Linked DNA regions of Mus musculus: regions 1, 2 and 4 are each linked to region 3. The links are chromatin contacts, called in public HiChIP or PLAC-seq and promoter capture Hi-C maps. All regions are on one chromosome and are shown on one strand. Each heading gives the region's core, a stretch centred on a gene start, on an enhancer-like site or on the middle of the called end of the contact. The rest is flanking DNA. Distances are from core to core; before and after follow the strand shown.

What was found. Promoter capture Hi-C pulls out the DNA fragments that hold promoters and counts their contacts. HiChIP or PLAC-seq counts read pairs in DNA pulled down with a chosen protein or histone mark.
Region 1: a promoter capture Hi-C map of liver shows a contact between it and region 3, with 4 times the contacts expected there. The contact joins the promoter of Pomp here to the promoter of Rasl11a in region 3. A contact is called at or near these places in 9 of 39 promoter capture datasets (the 3T3-L1 cell line, 3T3-L1-derived adipocytes, the HPC-7 cell line and 4 more), 1 of 484 Hi-C or Micro-C datasets (muscle stem cells), 2 of 115 datasets of contacts at active chromatin or transcription factors (the 230-238 cell line and astrocytes) and 2 of 9 other capture datasets (adipose tissue and liver).
Region 2: a contact with region 3 is called in a promoter capture Hi-C map of hippocampal neurons, with 5 times the contacts expected there. The contact joins the promoter of Arpc1a here to the promoter of Rasl11a in region 3. A contact is called at or near these places in 2 of 39 promoter capture datasets (cranial neural crest and hippocampal neurons).
Region 4: a FOXA1 HiChIP or PLAC-seq map of pancreatic cancer cells shows a contact between it and region 3. The contact joins the promoter of Mtus2 here to the promoter of Rasl11a in region 3. A contact is called at or near these places in 2 of 39 promoter capture datasets (liver and maxillary cranial neural crest) and 2 of 115 datasets of contacts at active chromatin or transcription factors (astrocytes and pancreatic cancer cells).

The regions. Positions count from the first base shown.
Region 1 is chr5:147,859,252-147,861,951 of GRCm38.p6, forward strand. It overlaps Pomp (proteasome maturation protein), which reads left to right and starts at 1,377. Exons shown (of 6, transcript NM_025624.3): 1 at 1,377-1,440. The coding sequence starts at 1,438.
Region 2 is chr5:145,082,462-145,085,161 of GRCm38.p6, forward strand. Arpc1a (actin related protein 2/3 complex, subunit 1A) reads left to right here and starts at 1,408. Exons shown (of 10, transcript NM_019767.2): 1 at 1,408-1,511.
Region 3 is chr5:146,843,650-146,846,349 of GRCm38.p6, forward strand. It overlaps Rasl11a (RAS-like, family 11, member A), which reads left to right and starts at 1,422. Exons shown (of 4, transcript NM_026864.1): 1 at 1,422-1,691; 2 at 2,011-2,067; 3 at 2,191-2,270. The coding sequence starts at 1,568.
Region 4 is chr5:147,956,059-147,958,758 of GRCm38.p6, forward strand. It overlaps Mtus2 (microtubule associated tumor suppressor candidate 2), which reads left to right and starts at 1,262. Exons shown (of 15, transcript NM_001359503.1): 1 at 1,262-1,663.

The DNA.
Region 1 (2,700 bases), core at 127-2,626, 1.0 Mb after region 3:
TGAAGTCATTTACATCATTTTAAAAATGATGTACCCTGAATGTGGGAGGCGCCATCCCATAGGCTGGGGTCCTAGGCTGAGTAACAAGACAAAAACAAGAGGACGACATTCATTTCTCTCTGCTTCTGACTGCAGAACCCAAGTGACCAGCCGCCTCATCCTCCGGCCAGCACAGCTAAGACCTGTTTTGTCTTCTTCTCCTTCGTGCTATGCCATACTCTCATAATGTGAGCAACAGGGCTGGAGAGATGGCTCCGCGGTTAAGAGCATCTGTTGCGTCCCTTTCCCAGCACCCAGAGGGTGGTTCCCAACCATCTACCTATAACTCCAGTCCTATAAGACCCTAAGACTCTTTCGTGTTGGCAAACACCGCTAATGTTGCAAAAGAGTGTGAGGGCACCAGGCACACACCTGATGCACACGCAGACAGTCAAACAAAACGTTTTAGAGGAATCCTTTAAAAATTAATTTTAAAAAGCTTAATGAAAAGCCGGGCGTGGTGGTGCACGCCTTTAATCCCAGCACTTGGGAGGCAGAGGCAGGCGGATTTCTGAGTTCGAGGCCAGCCTAGTCTACAGAGTGAGTTCCAGGACAGCCAGGGCTACACAGAGAAACCCTGTCTCGAATAACAAAAAAAAAAAAAAAAGCTTAATGAAAAGACTTAGGGAGATGACTCATGTACAACATGTAGAACCACGTTATTTGTAATTCTAAGAGCCTGACATACGTTAGCTCTGATGACCCTGACTTAAAATTGTCACCACCACCACCCCCATGTCACCGAAAAGGACTTAGTCCCAGGGAACCTCCCAAGTCTTTGCTGTCTTCCAGTCTGGCCACACTGACCATATCGCCGCCTTCTGCCTCCCGCTTTTAAGTTGCTTATTATGAACGAACCGGTGGCCAGACCTGACTTGGGACTCAGGTTGTGATTGCCCCCCAAGTTCGGAAATATCCACACCCCACAACCCTGGAGCCCGCCTCTGCCTGAGGCTCGGTGCCTAAGCTAGCTTGGTCCTTTCCTTAGGTTCTACACATACCCAGCCTCGGACCTTCGATTTATAAAACCGTAAAGGCCTGTTGTCCCACTTTTGACTCAGCAGAAGGACTTTATGTAAATCACCACCGTGCGTCCTTGGATGGCCCGTGGGAAGTCTGTGCATTTGCACACGCCCATCTAACACCGTCCCGCGAGGCCAGGGCCAGTGCACACCCGAGCTGCGCCCTTGGCCCTCGCTCACCGGGGGACAGCGAGCGTGGGAGCCCCGGCCCAACGCTACTCCCTGCTCCTCCCACGCCCCCTTTCCTTCCTGGCCGGAAGGACGCACTTCCGGCGGATGGGGCGGAGGGGTGGGCGTCTCGGCCCCGGAAACGGAAGTGAGCGGTTTGGCCGGCGGACTCGAGCAGGTTTATAGATCTCACAGAGCTGTTTCAAAGATGGTGAGTGAGCGCGGAGGGCCGCCGTCGCGGCGGGTACTCGTGGTGCGGGCACGATCGCGACTGCCCGGTCCCGGCGGGTGTCTGACGTGGGCGGGACCCGGGCTGCACTCTCTCGGGTGGTCCTGGCTCCGATCGGACGGCGCGGGTCAGTTCCCCGGGCCTCCCAGGCCACAGCGCCCCTTCCCAGCAGTGGAGGCGGATGCACTCCATGCACTGGGCACCTCCGAAAGCCAAGCCTTGTGTGCGTGTTGGGACACGCCACGTGCCTTCTCCCTTAGGGTGACTGCACCCCTACACCCGCCAAGGCGCACGACCGCCCGTTGCATTCGTACAGCTCAGCCTCGGTTTACAAACATCTCTCTGTGTGCCATGTGTCGCTCCCGTTTTGTTCGTATAGTTAGTGCTTGAACTCCCTCGCATCCCCCTCTGGCCTCTCCTCCCCTTCTGGCCTCTCCTCCTGCCCCACTTTCTGTTTCTCTTTGAGCATAGTCCTGAGTCACTATGGCACTCCTCCGCACGCCATCTGCCCACGTCCAGAAAGCTTGGATTGGCAGAGACCGCTAACCAGTGTAAAGGAATGTGAGAAACGCTGAAATATGAATGGTTTTTAGGTCTTCATAGACTTAACTTGTATCTGACACTGAACTAGAACCTTAAGGAGTCCTCATATTTTACAAAAGGACACCGGGACGATAGTAACAGCAATACTAGAGTTCAGAATTTCCCCTTTGTGTGTAGCGAAACTTCTCCTTTGGTGCTTTTCAGTACATCTGTCCCCAGGAGAACACTGTACTGTAGTGGTGTCAGTCAGCATTGGGACAGCTATAATCATAGACAGGGCCAGTCCTGGAAGTCTGTGCTTGACTGGCAGTCACGGAGTAGGTGACTGTCCAGGATAGATTACCTGTTGTCTTCCTGATCCCCGTGGTTTCCTGTGTGAAGAGTGGGGACACCAACAGTACCAGGCCCTTGAATTATAGAGTTGGAGCCCCGAACTCTATTTCTCAGATGTTAATGAGGTCTAGAAGGAGATTGTTAGCGATTTTGTTGGTGAGGTGGTGTGTTTTGGGGAAACCTTGTGCAGAATTGGGGAGACTGGTGAGGCTCAAGCAAGACCCAGTTGGGGCTGCTGACATTCCCCCCCATGCGAGCTGCCAGGTCAAATACACAGGTGAAGTAAGTCTATCAACTAGCTGCTTTCTCAGAATTGTTTGGTCTAGACTAGTAACAGAGACCAGGTCACCTGTATCTAAGCAGTTT
Region 2 (2,700 bases), core at 158-2,657, 1.8 Mb before region 3:
AAAGCAGAGAACTGAGTTCACAGAGCTGACCTCTGACCACCATATGAGTGCTACCCACTCACACAGCACACACACACACTCACACTCACACACACACTCACACACACACTCACACTCACACACACACACACTCACACACACACACACACACACACACACACACACACACACACAGACCGATAATAATTCTAAAGACCATAACGCAACTGTTTTCAAGGTGGGGCAAACACTTAGGGTAAGGAATCCGAGCACTGCTAAGCAATGCTCATGGATATTTGACTCGAAATAGACTATTCCCTTATTTCTGTTAGGGCAGTGTTTACTGTCCACTGGGTCAAATATATAGACCACCACAAGACAAGGACTGGGGTGCCTACCTCTAGTGGAACCTGGGTACTTAACTGGTTGCTTCATAATTTCTACCAGAGCAGGGGCAACAGTCTGACTGGATGTAGCATTCAGGGCAGTTCTTATAAATTGCATCTACATAGAATACACTCTTTCCATGTCACCATTGCGCCTTCTTGTGGTGTCATTGTGGGTGCAGGAACAAGTGGTCCTGATCTAGGAACAGTCAAGGGGACTCTTAGGTAGACTTGAGACTTTCTACTGAGGGTCCAGGACAGGGACAGTCCGCCAGGCAGAAAATAGTCACCAGTTCTGACCCACCCTCTATGAAGGAACACAAACATAGTTTCAAGGGCTGGCAAGATGGCTCAGCTTAAAAGATTGTATTGTTCTCGCTGAGGACCTGAGTTCAGTTCCCAGCACCCACATGGTGTAACTTACAATTCCAGCTCCAAGAGGATCTGTTGCTCTCTTGGCCTCCAGGGGCACCTGAATTCACATGCGTATACCGACACAGACATCCATATAATTCTTTTTTTTTTTTTTTTTTTTGGAGACAGGGTTTCTCTGTGTAGCCCTGACTGTCCTGGAACTCACTCTGTAGTCCAGGCTGGCCTCAAACTCAGAAATCCACCTGCCTCTGTCTCCCAAGTGCTGGGATTAAAGGCGTGCGCCTCCACCGCCCAGCCACATAAATATTTTTATTTTATTTTATTTTATTTTGAATTGTTCTTCAGAACCACAAAGCCTGAGAGATCCTAGCTCAGTAATTTGTAACAAAAAGCACTTGAGAAGCTCCCAACGCTGCACACTTGGGCCATGGTTCAGAAATGTGTGTGTGTTAAAACCTCCTTAAAGAAAGGAGTAGGACGCCCATCCAGTTCCACAAGCACGCCCTAGCGCTGACGAGCGGCTGCCTCACCTGAGCAGCAGCCGCTCTTCAGACAGAACACGCCAACAAAGGCTACGTTCTGCGCCTGCGCCTGCGCCAAGCGCCAGCTGAGAGCGGCCGCTCTGCGCAGGCGCTCCGGTCACTTCCGGGATCTGTCAGCCTCTCCCTCTAGGCCTCCCTCCTCCGTCCGCGCCCGCCGGAGCCAGTTCGCGTCGACTGACCAGAGTCCGCGAATCGTCCGCTCCGGACCTCCAGACCTCCCCAACCTCAGGTAAGGAGCCACAGGGCGGAGAGTCTGGCCCGGGTCGCCTCCATTTTTTTTTTTGTATGTTCTATGGCACGCGGGGGCGGCGGGCCCAGGGCTGTTAGGCGCGGGGTCTGGAGCTGAGGGGCCCGGGATCTCAGCCCTTCGTGGTTACCTCTGAGTCCCTGGTGCCCCCCTCACACACAGACCGAGCGTTTCTGAGCACTTTCCAGCTGCCCTCCATCTCGGATGAGAGAAGGAACAACTCGGCTTCCGACACCCCCATAGTACCATTTGCACCCCTACTGTGAGCATTTACCACAATCTGTAAAATTAGTTTAGACGGGCGGATCTCCCCCCCCATCCCCCGGTGGCTTGTCACGAGTATCTGTTCATCTCGTCAACATCTAGGATGTTGCCTAGAGCAGCCTCCGAACCGTCAGTTATTGGGGAACCCTTCCCAGCAAGAGAAAGCCCATCTTTCCAGTAACCTTAAGATTCCCTAGCTCTAGCCCCCGCCCCCGCAAGTCAGACTTGTACTCTCCTCTGCACCCGTATTCATAGGGTCCTTTATGTAGAACCCTCCGAGTTCCCGTTTGACTCTGCCACTTTGTCAGGTGTCTCTGGGAAGGTTGTTTCTTGGTGCCTCAGTTTCCCCAGCTGCAGTAAGAAGATTCTTAGTCTACTTGGTTTTATGGGTTTCGCGTGGAGTTCGTGTGCTTGAGTTGCTTACAGCAATTCCTAACCCAGAGAAGCTGTTCAAATGATCTGATAATAAATGATAGCCATTACTGGTGCTTCTGAGACTTTCAAGGCATATCTGCCTTCCTTTACTTTCTGCTCTCTTTCCTCCGGAGAAGGACATGAGGACAAGGATTTATTCATGTTCCTGGCCCCGTTCAGATACTGAACACTGTTGGGAACATGGGAGGCACTTAATAAATTGCAGCTTAGAATCTCTGAGTATAAAGCCATCTGTTGTCATGGTGTGTTTCTCTCCTATCTTCTCCTTGCCCAGTTTCTGAAATGACCTAGGTTGGCATCCTATTTTATCAGTTCCCTTAATCTTTTGGTTTCCTAGTAGGCCTTAGGATTTCAGGTCTCTATAAGTTATCAGTCCCGGGTGTTTACCCCATTAGATCAAGTCACTGGCTGTCTCAGGGGTGGGGGTTGGGGGAAGGCTTCTTCAATTCATATGCTGTTCACAGCTGAGAGG
Region 3 (2,700 bases), core at 172-2,671:
CCCAGCCTCCAGAGGTCTTGTCTACTTTCCCTCACCGTCTTGGGGCTCTGCTCTGCCACTCTGGGGACAAGCCTTGCCAAACTCCCCAATGAGCCAAACTTGAGTGAGTTGGTGATGGAGCAACTCAGCCTATTTCCCTAGGGCTCATAACTTCTCAGTTATGGCCTCAGAGAGCTCAATCAAGCTTGTCAGAGCCTGGCATAGATTAGGAAGAACAGGAGTATGTGGCATCGGGGGCAGTGTCTGGGGAAAAAGGGGAGGGAGGGGGGCTGAAGAGATGGCTCAGCTGTTAAAAGCACTGGCTGCTCTTCCAGAGGTCCTGAGTTCAATTCCCAGCAACCACATAATGGCTCACAACCATTTATAATGGGATCTGATGCCCACTTCTGGCATGCAGGTGTACATGCAGATAGAATACCCATGAAAGTAAATAAATCTTTTGAAAGAAAAGTCTGTTGGAGCGAGCCATTGAGTTCTGTGTGATTTGTCATGCCGTTCAAGCTACCTGATAAAACTAAGAAGGAAAAAGGGAAAGAATGAGGGTAGGACTGTCTAGACAATTGGGCAGATGAGACTAAAACACAGCCTTGTCATGGTGGCATCCAAGAACAAGGCCATGTTTATCTTCTGGGCCCTTCTCCCCACGCCCTATCCTGAGTTCCACCATGTACCTACCAGGAAATCTTTGAATAGTAAGGTAGGTCCAGGCCCCAAGTGTGTTGCTCATTGAATTTGAGTAAATCTGTTCACAGCAGAAAGGGGCTGTGTTTGGATGCTGAGCTGTGGGCATGACTGCCCCCTAAGGGAGTTCACAGGGAAGTGACTGCAATTACCTTGATTCATACTCAATTAGTTAATTAGGAACCTTGCCCTGGCTCTACCCATTTCCTCAGTGATGTCACCCCTCAGGACCCTTTTAAATTTTTTAGTTGTTTATATTTGAGACCGGGTTTTACGTAGTCCAAACTGGCCTTGAACTCAAACCCTCTATGTGACCAAGAATAACCTTAAACTTCTGACCCTCCTGCCTCTACCCGCTAAGCGCTAGGATAGCATGCCAGTGTGCCACCACACTCAGTGTACAGGATGCTGAAGATCAAAATCAGGGTTCTCATTAGGACTGTTTGACAAAGACACAAAAAGGGATCTCTTTCCCATTGTCCTAGAAACATCCAGCCAATTGAAACTTTTGCTCTTTCGGTGGCTCAGATTCATGCTCTAGGCTGGTGCTCCAGACTGGAGGCTGCCTCCAGGACACGGCAAATACAATTTGAGCAAAGGCCTCCCCTGGGCTGCACCGGGAGGAACCCGCGCAGCTGGGCGGGCAGAGCGCGTCAGGCAGCCTTGAGGAGCGCACGCCCGCGGGTGACAGTCCCCTGCTCGGGCGCTGCTCCCACCCTTCCAGGAAGGGGCGGGGAAAAGGAGGCGCCAGAGGCAGCCACCGCGCTCCCGGAGCTCTTTAAAATCCAAGAGCCTGGGCAGCACCGCTGGCCGCGCCACATCCCGGCGCTGTTGTGTCCGCGCGTATCCAGGCGGCTCTCGTGCAACGCGGTCTCGGGACGCGCCCATGCGGCCGCTCACCATGTCTGGGCACTTTCTGCTGGCCCCCATCCCGGAGTCCTCCTCTGACTACCTCCTGCCCAAGGACATCAAGCTGGCCGTGCTGGGAGCGGGTTGTGTGGGCAAGAGCGGTAAGTGGGACAAAGGCGCGCAAAGCCGCCCAGGGACAGCGGAGGGTCTTCACCCGCAGGGATGCCGGGATGCCGGGATGCCGGGATGCAGGAAGACCCCTGCCTGTTGCTTCAGAGGTCCATTTCTGAGCTCTGGACGGGGTTGGTGCCTGTTGAGTGTCGCTCTAGTCCGGTCCATCACATTCCGCGGGGAAAGGCACTCCGCGGTGGCGGGGCTTTGTCCCGGGAACCTGGGGGGACGCGTGCTGTTCCTTTGAGGGCCCAGTTTGGAACAGCTTGACCCACTTCTTCAGCTGATTTTCCTACTTTATTTTTTCAGCAATGATTGTGCGCTTCTTGACCAAGAGATTCATCGGCGACTACGAACCCAACACAGGCAAGAATGTTTCCGTGCTTCCTGGCTCTTGTACTTGTATCTCTTTGCCCTCCCCACCCCTCTCTCTTTATTTTGCTCATGGGGCCGTGGGAACTTAGATGCAAATTCCTCTTCGTTGTACAGGCAAACTGTATTCGAGACTCGTCTATGTGGAGGGGGACCAGCTATCCCTACAGATCCAGGACACTCCGGGAGGCATTCAGGTAAGGACTGTCAGGAGGGTATGTGGTGCAGGCTGAGGTGTTTGGCTCCAGGATCTCAGTGAGATGTCTCAGCATGCCCAATATGTAGGTGTGGGCACACAAGGTGTGCTGAGGGTTGGGATGTTGGATGCCCTCCTAGGTGGCAAGAAATGGTTGATTAGAACTAGTTTCCTCTTAAATGCTAATTATAATTAGTTAATTATTTTAAAGATTGCTGTGTAGCCCTGGCTGGTTTGTAGTTCAGGTTTGCTTGGACTCCTTATAATCTTTGATGCCTCAGCCTCCCAAGTGTTGGGATTACAGGCTGAGCCACCCCCTCCCAGCAGTAGCCCTGACTGACCACTGGTGCCCGAGCTGCCTAGGCGGGCGGGCATTGACACTTTCAGAGCACATCCTGGGACAATCTAAAAACCACAGCCTTGGAACTAAG
Region 4 (2,700 bases), core at 12-2,511, 1.1 Mb after region 3:
TGGTCAGGTCTGCCTGTGGGATGGGGGTGGGGGTGGGATGAGTCCCTGGAGGAGTGGGAGTGGCCCGAGGAAGGAGCTGTAGCGCCAGGACCTCATTCCTTGCACCTGGGAGGCATGGGCTTCACAGAGCACCCAAATAGGAAAGTGAATGGCACAAAGGAGGCTTTACTATCTTTCTAGGTTTAAGTCAGGCTGGGGTTTGTGAGTTAGGGGAAGGGAGGGGCGAAGGCTTAAATGAAATGAGCTTAAAGTTTGATTTAGATTGGACTGGACTTTGTAATAACAGCCAGTCAGACCGCTTGTTAACACCCGAAGGTGACAGGAAAAGCGATAAAACGTGCCCTAGATTCCTCCAGAAGAAATGGGAGGCCACATAGAATAATGTAAAAAGACAGCCGTGTGAAAAGTGCTCTTTCATGATTTCCCTTCACAATATAGACCAGTTAGTACAAAAATTCAGCTGGTATAAAATGTTGCTCGGCACAGCAATGCTGGGGTGGGGGAGGGAGCCCATTTTCCCCACACTCCCGACCCCCAAGAGAAAGCGAGCAAGCACATCAGTAAGCCAGCATCTCATTGTCTTCTCTGTCAGTCTGTCCCAAATCTTGTGAGCCAGAGGCTGGAGAAGCCCCCCGGCTGTCTTCAGGCTTCCCAGGTGCGCTGCTTTCAGGCGACCTGGAAGGGCTACTGAGAAGTCCTGCGTTCATGTTTACTTCTGAGGAACGTTGTGAACTACGAAGCAGACAAGCTTGCGTTGAGACAAGAGTCTTTCAAGTGGGTAGCCGGCTATGCATTACCCCTAGATTTGGAGGCAGAGGCAAGAGGATATCTGTGAGTCTCAAGTGAGATCCTGCCTCAAACACCCCAACTCCCCCACCCCCACCCCCGCCAAACCCGCACACAATCACACACAAAACCCTTACAGAGACTTCTTTAGTCTCCTGTCCATCAGCCCCGCTACATCCCTTGCGAGTTCACCCGCTGGACCCCAATTCTTCCTGCTGCACGCAATTAAAAGAGGCTCTCTCTTCCGATTGGACCACAGCACATCCCACTCGTGGGAGTCAGGAGTCTAGGTCAGCGACCTCAGGCTGCTTCTCCTTTCTCTGGGGTCTGAGGCTGGATGCTCCGGACCACTGTGGTCCCGTGAGCTGCCGGGTCGTGTCGGGCCAGCAGAGGGCGCTCGGCTCCCCCCACGGGGCTCCGGACGAGAGGAGGCGCCGGGGCTCGCGAGCATCTCCGGGCGGCCGGGAGGGGGTGCGCGCCTCGGGCCGCTGCAGCCCGGCTTCTGTCACCGCGGACGGCACCTCACTGGAGGGTGGGCGGGAGCGGCGTCTTTGTCCGGCGAGGCGTCCTCAGCCCGGGCCATCCCTGTGATCAGAGCCCGGCGGCTTGGGCGGTGCCCAGTGGTGAAGTGCGCGGGCGGAGGGCTGGCTGCGGCCACGGCCCCAGGTACCCCGGTGCCCTAAGCTCGCCACCTGCGCCACCTCAGCCCGCGCTCTGTCAAGTTGCAGAAGACCCGGGTGGGTCAGGAGTCTGGACGCGTGGGCGCGTTGCAAACTCCAGCTGCGAAGGAGCTGCGTGCGGAGGTAGCCCGGCCCGGGATGCTCCCGGAGGCTGCTCTGGTCTCTCTGCACATCCTTCTTGGCTCCTCCAGACCCAGGTGAGCGACTGCTGTCCGCGCGTCCCGATCCGGCTGGAGACAGGTGCAGAGCGGGGCGGAGGCGGTGCCTTTTGCTGGCTTCTCTGGCATCAGAGAGCCCGCTCCCCGCTGCCCACATCTTCTGCTCCGCCGGAGAGAGGCTGCAACCCACTCGCACCTTCCGGGGATGTCAGGTTGAGCACGGTGTTTCAGAGGCGACAGCGGGTTAGCCTAAGCGAGCTCCCACCCCTCTCCACCCCCAGCTCGGGATAATTCGGTCCGTGTCTTCGTCTTAATTTAGCACCGATGTGTTATTTCCTTGGAGCCCTAGAATGGTAAGGCTTGCTCCATCCATTTTTCAACCCCCTTCATTCTGAGTCTGTGCAGGGAAAGGCTTGCAAGTGATGTTACTACCGTTCTATTTTAAATACAAACACCCAGAGAAGTACGCTTGGCGGCGTGCCAGAGGCGCCTGCACTCTTTTGTTATGTAAGTGCTTCACAGGAATATTTGCTGGTTGGTAAAGTTAGGAGCGGTTACCAGAGAACGTAAGAGCGCAGGAAGTCAGAGCCATAATTTCTGTCTTAGCTCAAAACTTTCCTTCAGGATAAGCATGAGATGGTTTTGGTATCATTTAAAGGCGACAGGAGGTCCTTTCAAAAGAAAAATTCATACCGTAGACTCTCAAGCGTTAAGACACAAAACAGGCTTTTTTTTTTTTTTTAAGTCTGTTATGAAAACCAGTGGGACGTCTCTGACAATAAATAGGTGGGAAGTGACTTAAAGAAATAGATCCCTGTCACATAGCCGTTTTGGCTTTTAAGTTGTTAGGTAGTTGTATTTTGCTGTCACGTGGACATAGCTAATCGTGTGTTGACAGTTATTAAAGATCTCTGCTCACACGTACCGTAATTTTTCAGGTACAAAGATGAGAGTGGAAAACATCAGATACGCATCTTGTTCTTACTGGTTTCTGGTGATGGCATTTGTTATGTGTGTGGCTCATGTGGAGTCAGGGTTGTGACTGTTGGTGGGCATCGTTTCGTGCTTCGTTTAGT